3 separate regions of the Mus musculus genome follow, and regions 1 and 2 are each linked to region 3. A link is a contact called in public HiChIP or PLAC-seq data. All regions are on one chromosome and are shown on one strand. Each heading gives the region's core, a stretch centred on a gene start, on an enhancer-like site or on the middle of the called end of the contact. The rest is flanking DNA. Distances are from core to core; before and after follow the strand shown. Region 1 overlaps Nfia (nuclear factor I/A). Region 2 holds the start of Patj (PATJ, crumbs cell polarity complex component). Region 3 has its middle 34 kb from the start of Cyp2j5.

Region 1 (2,700 bases), core at 90-2,589, 1.2 Mb before region 3:
AGGCTAGAAATGGATAGTAGGAAGCTTAAATGGCAACAAGCATCTTTGGCTAACTATAAGAGAAAAGTTTCCATGTATCAAAAGCCACTCTTCTTAGATGTCTTCTGACTTACGGTGTGCAGAGCCAAAAGCAGGCTCCATGCTGAACCACCCACCCCAAATTCACAGAGTTCAAAAAATCTCACACTAAGTAACTTCTAATTCTAGTTCTGAACTATTATCAGCAACAACAATAGCAACAGCAACAGCAACAGCACCTGTTAGGACCAACAGCTTTTTTGAAAGCTACCCAAGTACCAACCAAACTGCTTGTGCCAATTAAAAGCTACCTTGAAGAATCTGGTCTCAGGCAGAACAAAAGCTAGTCTCTGGTGGTGCTAAGCACAAGCCCCTTTTAAGGAATTCATTTGCTATACTTACTGCCCGCAGAAGCTAATCCATCTGTATATGTTCATCTCAGAAAAATCCCCAGTTTTAAAACTGTATTTGCTACCAGGGCATCCTTCAAATCGCCCCAAGCCCTTCGTTTTCACCTTAGTTTAGGAATCATTGTTTGTATCCATAGCCAAAGTGCACAGTAACAGCTCTACAATTTAAACAGAAATTCTTTTCTTCGGGTTTTGTGTTTTAAGTTCAAACTACTCTCCCTTATTCTCGTTTCCCCAGTTCTTCTGTCTACCTTGGAATCCGAGCACACTATGCAGCCAGCACAATGAACCACCGTGCCAGCAGTAGCAGTCTGCTGCACCTATCCAAGAATTCTTAAAGCATCCAAACACACACACTGTCTCCTGTGTAGCCTGGAGATCCCTATTGAGCTCATGCCAAGTGTCTGAAAAGTTGGACCCTGCATCCGGTATTTACACTAAGCTAAAATTCTAATCAGTACTAACAGCAGTATGTTTTAATTCACCCTATGATTTTATTTCAATCTGCTAAGTAGCACAACTGCCAGAATGCAATTGCTATAAACTTAAGTAAACAAATGCAAAACTAAAATAAATCTTAAACCTGTTGTATATAAAGTTTGTGCCACTTCATGCAAGCAGTACAAAAAGGCACAGCCCAAAAGTCTTAGTCAACACTTTTTGCTCTCGCTTAAAAAGCTCTTTGAAGAAAGTATTGCCTTGTCTAGTCTCCCCACATCTCTTCCAGAGAATTATCTGGTGCACACTAGATCAGGAAGAGGAAACGGCCATGTTATTTTACAATGGCTTTTCACCCCAGTGTCCCTCGAATCGTCTCCTGCCAAGCATGTGAAACAAGAAGTACTCGGTGACTCCTCGAATCTCTGGATGACACTACAAGGACTCGTGCCAAGGAGTTAGTGCCAAGTCTCGCATCTTTGGGATCCACCCCTCTTTCTGGGTGTTAGTTGCATGGGGGAAGGGACTGGCAGAAGTAGAACCTGACCAACAAATTCTGAGAAGTTGGTCACCATTTTGAACCTGCTCAGTGTGCTTAGATCTTGGCAGCCATCTTACAGCTTGGCAACCATTTTGAGGATTTGTTTGGCAAGCTCTCAGAATTCGCTGACACTGTTTAAATAGAATGCTGGTTTAAAATAGTCCATGCTAACCAATACAATGTGATAGCAGGTAAACAACAACAACAACAACAACAACAAAAACCCTCCAAAATACCAAAAAAACAAACAGCAACAACAACAAACCACCACCATCAACAACAAAACCCTCCTTATAAGCCTTGCCAACAAAACAATTTACATCTTCATTTGGGTAATGACATCTCAAATTCCTTAACTTAGAACACATTATGTAATGCAGCTGCTATTCTGTGTCCTTAAGCCGTTAGCAGACAAGCTGTTAAATGATGTTGGAGGCTCTTACCAGGAGCAGGTAAGGAAAAGAAAGGCAGACATGCTCGGCCCCCACAAAACCCACAAATATTATCAAAATGTTTCAGAGTCTGTTCAAAGGCAAGCTGAGAACTAGATTCTAGACAATGGCAACCGAGTGTCACAGACTGTACCCATGGTCTTATCTCATGAGCCCAGGGAAGTCTCAGTCATGTAGTACGAAACTCTCCTTGGGTAAGGAGACAACGTCCACCTCTCAGCCCAACAATAACTCTTAAGGCTCATCTAAACAGAGAAAAGGAAAACTTTGCAGATTTTGGTGTTTTTCAAAACATCTTTGGCTTCACTCTTTCACCTTTTAACATATTTAATTTTGAAGTATTTGATTACATAAAAATAGAAAACCAGAACAAAAACCAAACCAAACCAAACAAAAAACCCTACATTATCATTGAAAGCATTTCTTAATGTCTAACAACTTAAAATACAAGCAGTAACTGTGCACTGCTGGGACCGACATCGTTATAAAACCTGTACAGCTTCCTACACTGGTGAATTAAGTGAAATGACAGTGAGTGAAATTTTACAACATATGGAAAAGGAAAATGACAATCCAATAATCCGAAAATATCTTTTCATACTGAAATAAATAACACTTTACGGCACGATTCAGTAACTTCCTTTGAATGTTATGAATATTTAATAATTCCATATCAACACAGGGAGAAGCTTTATGATAAAAGGACCATATTGTTCATACTTTTGGGGGGAAAACAATCCCCAAACTATTCTTTTATTAGCCAACTATTATTGCCAAATCACAAACAGGACAATAAAGCCTAAAGAATTCTAAATTTTGTGATGGCCAAAGATAAAAGACT
Region 2 (2,734 bases), core at 204-2,703, 1.7 Mb before region 3:
TCTGGTTGCTGCTAGATCCTTTTTTCTTCCTTTAATTCTTTGACCATGTCAGAGAGATATACAATATATTTTGGTCATTTCCACGTGCACACACATACACCCTGTTCCCCCTCTCTCATCCCCCTCCTTTTCCCACCTTCACCTAAGTTCACCTCCAGTTTTCCTGTCAACTGCTTTGCTATATTCCTTTTTCGAAAATTCCCTTGTTTTCCCTACAATGAATTTATGTTAGCTCCATACAAGCTCAATGGCTGCGGGTAGAACCAAGGGACGGGACACATCTAGTCAGTATGTGTGTGGTGCTAGATTAGATCCCCCTCCCCACCAGCCAATAATAATCAGTAAGTAGAGTTCATGAAGATGAAGTTCAATTCGAGTGACAACTTCATACAACTCAATTTTAAATCAAATCATTATTCTGATGACAAGTCCACTATATGCCACCAATAATAGCATCTAAATTAGGATGAATCCTTCCACATCCGCATTTATTAACGTTCAAAGTATCTTAAAATTTCATTAAACCTTATAAAGGCCGTTAGAGCCCTAAAATAGCAGGTCACAACTTCACCTCCCATTTTCTAACTCTGCAAAATAAATAGATTCCAGTTTTTATCCCACCTCTCCCTACCTCTCCCTAGAAATAAATGGTGGATTGGAAGCCAGGGGAAGGCTCGCAGACCTGGAATGTGGTCTAGCTGTCTCAAAGGAACTGAGATTATGCTAGATACCCGTAAGCTTCTTCATTGAAGACACAATCGTCGGACACGACGATGAGACCACAGGTTAGATGCAGGTTAAAGACAATCTAGAGAAATCAGGCCCAGCAAGGTGGGGCCTCTGGACCGCCGAGACAAACAAGTTCAAGAGGAATTCGAAGCAGAAGTGGAAAGAGTCCACAGGAGGCAAAGTACAAGGGAACAACAGTCCAGGGAAGATTCCAAGGAGGGGTGGGGCATTCGAAAGGTGGGAAAGATGTGCGTTCCAGAACTTGATTCCCAGCAGGAATCCATTAACTTTCCCAAAGACTTAAGAGCCACCTCCCCAGCTCAGCAGAGAGAGGCCGGAGGGACGCGAGGCCCACTCGAGGCCAGGTCGGTTCCTCTGCTCCCTCCCCTCCCTCCCACCGACCGCGGGGAGGCTCCGCCCCGCTGCGGGAGGCCGCGGGCCGCTAGATCCGCGAGCACGCGCGATCGCTGCGCTCGCAGGCCGGCCAGCCGGGCCTGGAAGTCCGCGCCTGGCTGGCTGGGTGGGTAGCAGGCCGCCGCTAGGCCTGCGAGCTGCCCAGGGCACTGCCCGTGGGCTCGGGACGCGGCTCCCGCGCGATCCCTGCTCGGTGCGCCGCGAGCGTTACCTGATCGGGCGACGGCGGGGTGGGAGCCCCGGGGCTGCGGGCACGGACGGCCTCCTCACCTGGCGGAAGTACAGCTGCTGCCCTCACCTGGACGGAAGTGCGGCCGCCTCCTCACCTGGGCCGCTCTCCACCTCGCCGGAGGCTGGGCGGGGCGGGGCGAACGGGGCTCGAGCCCCCGGGCGTCTGCGCGCCTGTGAAGGGTCCGGGGGACGAGTGGGGCGACCAGCCCTGGAGAGGAGGCCGGAGGCCTTTGCGTCCAGGTACAGAGTTGTGGGCCACCAGCGCTGACCCAAAACCGAGACCCCAAACAAACGACAAGTCCACTTAGCCCCTAGCCCGAGGCCCCTCTGATCCAGCCTTCTTGTGTCCCTTTTGTTTGCCAGATTTGCTGACTCAATGTAAAAGATCGTAAATGTCAATCTGTGTCCCAGTCATCCTAAGGGTAATTATGAGTGTCTTTCTTATTTAGAATTTTGATGATAAGCATTTACATTATTTAATATAGGCTACTCAAAGGCTAAAGAGAATCAATCATCAGATATCTTACTGAATAAATGTGCTATTAGGCACTGTGATTGACAGGGATGAGAGATAAAATGGTATCCTCAAAAGATGAATATAATACAAGCAACAGCAACACTAGGGCATTTGCTGGTTATGCGTTTGATACTTCATGGCTGTGTGATAATTTCAGGGAAATAACATTTGTTAGGCCTTGTAAGAAGGTATGTAATTTCCCCGCTAATGTAAGGAATAAAGAGAAGATATGCATTTTCATCTGTCCTGTTCAACATACTATTGGAAACTTATGCCAAAGCAAACAGCGGTCATGGCTGGGTGGTGGTGCACACCTCTAATCCCTATATGCTCTGGGGTTTCAAGTAGTATTGTGAATCCCTGTCTCAAAAAAAAAAAAAAAAAAAAAAAAAAAAAACACACTAAGAATAGAAATAAAGGGCACACTAATAGAAAAGAAGCAAGTAAAATGGCATTTGTGGATGTCAGTATTAAAGGTAGAAAATCAATGATGACTGGACAAGATGACTCAGTGGGTAAAGGAAGGTGCTGCCCAAGTCTGTTCGCCTGTGTTCAAGTTCTATCCCAGGAAGCCATATAGTGAAAAAACCACACCTACTACAGCAAGTTGTTCTTTGAGCTCCATATTCCCCCAGCACCCCCCCCCATGCCCTCTCACACACACAAATGTAAAAAAATAAATAAAACAAAAAAACCACATACAAGAGAGTTGCTGTGAGTTCAAAATCAGCCTAAGGTACAGAGTGAATTCAGGCCAGCCTGGACTACTGAAGTAGATATCAGGACGTACCTTGTCTCAAAAATAAATACACAGTACATGAATAAAATTTTAAAATCGGTAGC
Region 3 (2,988 bases), core at 410-2,909:
GAAGGGATATCTCTACACACCTCCGAGATGATCCCAAATGCTGGATATAGAACTGCAGAACTTAGTGTTTTCCCTGCTAGGTTTTGGTCTTGCTTTGGCTCTACCTTTCATTACTGTGTCCCATTCCTTCCTATGGAGTGGGAATCTATACTCTGCTAATGTATGTTGGAAGTATGCAATTCTTAAAAAATAAATGGCAGAGGAAGTCACAGTTGAGAGACTGCCTTGGGTTTTTGATGAAACTTTGGATGTTTGAACAGTGCTGGGATTTTCCTGGGACTATAGGGACCTTTGACATTGGACTGAAGAAGTTTCAGGGATGGACCTTCTACACTTGATCTTAGCCAAAAGGCCGAGAAGCGATAGGGATGGACCTTCTGATTTGAATGTGAAATGTCCTCTATAGGCTCATGTTTCATATATTTGACCCTCAGCTGATGATGCTGTTAAAGAAAAAGGACGAAGAGCATTGCCACAGAAAGTGAGCCATTGGACTGGGACTTAAGACTGGCCCCATTTTCCTGCTCACTCTATCCTAAGCCTGAGTGCAATGAGACTATAGCTATCCTGTTCCTGCCACCAAACCTACTACCATGCCTCTCTGTCATGATTGGCTATATTCTTCTTGGACTGCAAGCAAAAGTGAGCCCTTCCTCCTTGAAGTTGCTTCTGTCAGGGTATTTTGTCAGAGCAATGAGAAAGCAATTAGCACGAGGTGTTGGGGAAGCAGAAGCAAGAAGTGGGCACACATGTTTGGGAGGGTATGCCAAAGAAACTGCGTAATGATCAAGAAGCGTCTTCACTGGCAGATGAGATTGGAAAACCTAGAGGTGGATGAGAGAAGGACTGCAGATTTCTAGGAGAAGCTGGGGAATAGAAAATGGTTCTGTGCATACAGATAACTAGCCTGTGTACAGGGAGGGGGTGCGTCCATGGCCACCACTTGGTGTTGCTACCGGTTATACAGCGTTTCGCAAGAAACTCGATCCTGATGGTAATGAATGAAAGTTTAATTTGGTGTCATTTCCCCCTTTAAATTAAAGTCAAGTGTTTTATTTATTTATTTATTTATTTATTTATTTATTTATTTATTTATTTATTGCTCTTGTTGTTTTTACAGATATCATAGTTCCTGACCTCAAGAAACTACCATTCTACCCAGAGAGAAGTCAAGCAAGCTACAACACAGCAGTAAATTCCACGAAGAAAGCAAGCAGTTTCAGCGATTCAGATATAACCAAGACACACAGAGGATTGAGTTGAGAATTGGGGTCTGCATGGGTGTTGCTCAGCAGACAAAGGAACCTCGTCTTGAGCTGTAGGAACAGCTGTGCCAAGCCCAGACGGGAGACAGACCAGACACAGCTTGTTTGGGAGGCTGCAGGTGTTAAGTACTGCAGAAGACAAGCGAGCAGGTGGGAATTGATAACATGGAAAGCCAGGGGCCTACCAGAGGTCAGCTGATGATGAGACTGTGCAGTGTTAAAGCAAGGATGTGTGGTAGGGTGCCCTGGCCCTGAGCAGGCATGGGCTGGCTTCCCACTGCAGTCAGCAAATCAATTACGCCCTCCACCGACTTTCGCCTTGTGTATTTAGAATGCATGGTGCTCCCCTGCCAAACATCTGCTCTCGCTATTAAGCATGCCATGGTAACCATTGCACTCTGTGCGTCAGCGCCACCAGGATTGGTAATAATCACAAGTGTCAAAACCGAGAAAGAATGGGGAAGGAAAGCTGTGCAAAAATCCAGCGGCAAGATGATTGGACTGGAGCACCAGTCTGCAGCTCGCCAGCTGCGCCTTCTGCTGCCCTGCTGGGGGCAGGGGAGCTGATATGGCCCTGGCCTCCTTTTGCCCCTTCTGTTGATCTCTCTGCCTGTATTATTCATTCATCCACTGCTTTCCCCGACATTGGAAAATATGCCCAGCCTTGCCAGCGCAACATATGTGCCCCTGCGCCATTGTGTATGATGAATAAACCCGCCAAAAGCTCACCAGACCTAGGGGCCTCTGGGTGAAGACCTAGCATTGACACAGACAGGCAGTGGCGTGTCCTGGCTTGGGGCCACAGGAAGACACAAACCAGGCTTGGGCTTTCAGCCTGCCTACCTCAGAGTCTGGAGACTTTGGCAAATCTCTTAGGCTCTCTGAGCACTGCTTTAGCCCCCTTTGCAAAGCAGGAGTAGGAACACTTATCAATTACAGATTCTTGGGTGCATAGAGCCAGCCACCTTTAATGGGAGTCCACCATAGGTCTTCAGGGTCAGTTATACATTTTTATTTTTTAGTTGTGCTCTCGAAAATAGAGATAAGTAAAATTGCTTGGCACTATGCTGAACACTTTATTTAAATTATTGGGTCGCCATAGCCATCCTCAGGAGACACTGTTGAGACTGCTTCATGCAAAGACTGAGTTTAGGAGACAGTTAAAGGTTAGTTTACTGGCTTGTCGAGCCCTAAGGTGGTGTCATTAGCAGGCCATGGGTGAGCTGGAAACAGTCTTAGCCCAGCTTGCTGCTTCAGCTACGCTGCTGGCTCTCTTTCCTTGTTCTTCTCTATTGAGAAGAGAATACTGTTTATAGGCTCCAGTTCAGCCGCAGGAAACATAAAATGAAGCTAGTTCCTCTTCCAAACAAAAGCCCTTCGGAAAGGCAGCGCCATCTCCCACTTCCCCAAATCTGTCTTCACTCTGACCAACCAGTGCCAGATCCCTGGGTAGGTGTCCCCTCCTCCAATTATTTCCCACCGATCCACTCCCTCCAGCTTGGTGAATGCCTCTTTTAAAATGGGCTCAAACCCGTGCTGTGGGATTCCTAAGTGGGAGTTATGGTTTCCCTTTCAGCGAGTCAGCACATTTAGACTCTCATAGATAGACAGGCTGTCAGGGTTCCTGCCACCATCTGGAGCATGCCCCTTTGGAAGGCTTCAGAGCATCCCTGAGCAAGTTTCTTGCGAGGCTCGGTAACGTGGGTTCCAGCGCCCTCAAGTG

Evidence for each region. HiChIP or PLAC-seq counts read pairs in DNA pulled down with a chosen protein or histone mark.
Region 1: an H3K27ac HiChIP or PLAC-seq map of stem cell-derived neural progenitor cells shows a contact between it and region 3, with 9 times the contacts expected there. The contact joins two enhancer-like sites. A contact is called at or near these places in 1 of 484 Hi-C or Micro-C datasets (cerebellum) and 1 of 115 datasets of contacts at active chromatin or transcription factors (stem cell-derived neural progenitor cells).
Region 2: a contact with region 3 is called in an H3K4me3 HiChIP or PLAC-seq map of embryonic forebrain, with 12 times the contacts expected there. The contact joins the promoter of Patj here to the enhancer-like site in region 3. A contact is called at or near these places in 6 of 39 promoter capture datasets (cranial neural crest, frontonasal cranial neural crest, hippocampal neurons and 3 more), 1 of 484 Hi-C or Micro-C datasets (cortical neurons) and 5 of 115 datasets of contacts at active chromatin or transcription factors (astrocytes, embryonic forebrain, embryonic hindbrain and 2 more).

Annotation. Positions count from the first base shown.
Region 1 is chr4:97,922,705-97,925,404 of GRCm38.p6, reverse strand. All of the region lies in intron 2 of Nfia (nuclear factor I/A), which reads right to left. Among named protein-coding and RNA genes, the nearest start is that of Gm40208, 14 kb to the left of the region's middle. Within about 2 kb of position 1,339, at least 57 of the 459 cell types and tissues checked have an H3K27ac peak or open chromatin away from gene starts, as enhancers often do. A contact at or near this core is called in cerebellum and stem cell-derived neural progenitor cells, where this site is marked.
Region 2 is chr4:98,394,545-98,397,278 of GRCm38.p6, reverse strand. It overlaps Patj (PATJ, crumbs cell polarity complex component), which reads right to left and starts at 1,453. Exons shown (of 44, transcript NM_172696.2): 1 at 1,355-1,453.
Region 3 is chr4:96,696,727-96,699,714 of GRCm38.p6, reverse strand. No RefSeq gene overlaps it. Among named protein-coding and RNA genes, the nearest start is that of Cyp2j5, 34 kb to the right of the region's middle. Within about 2 kb of position 1,659, at least 47 of the 459 cell types and tissues checked have an H3K27ac peak or open chromatin away from gene starts, as enhancers often do. A contact at or near this core is called in cerebellum, cortical neurons, embryonic forebrain and 3 more, where this site is marked.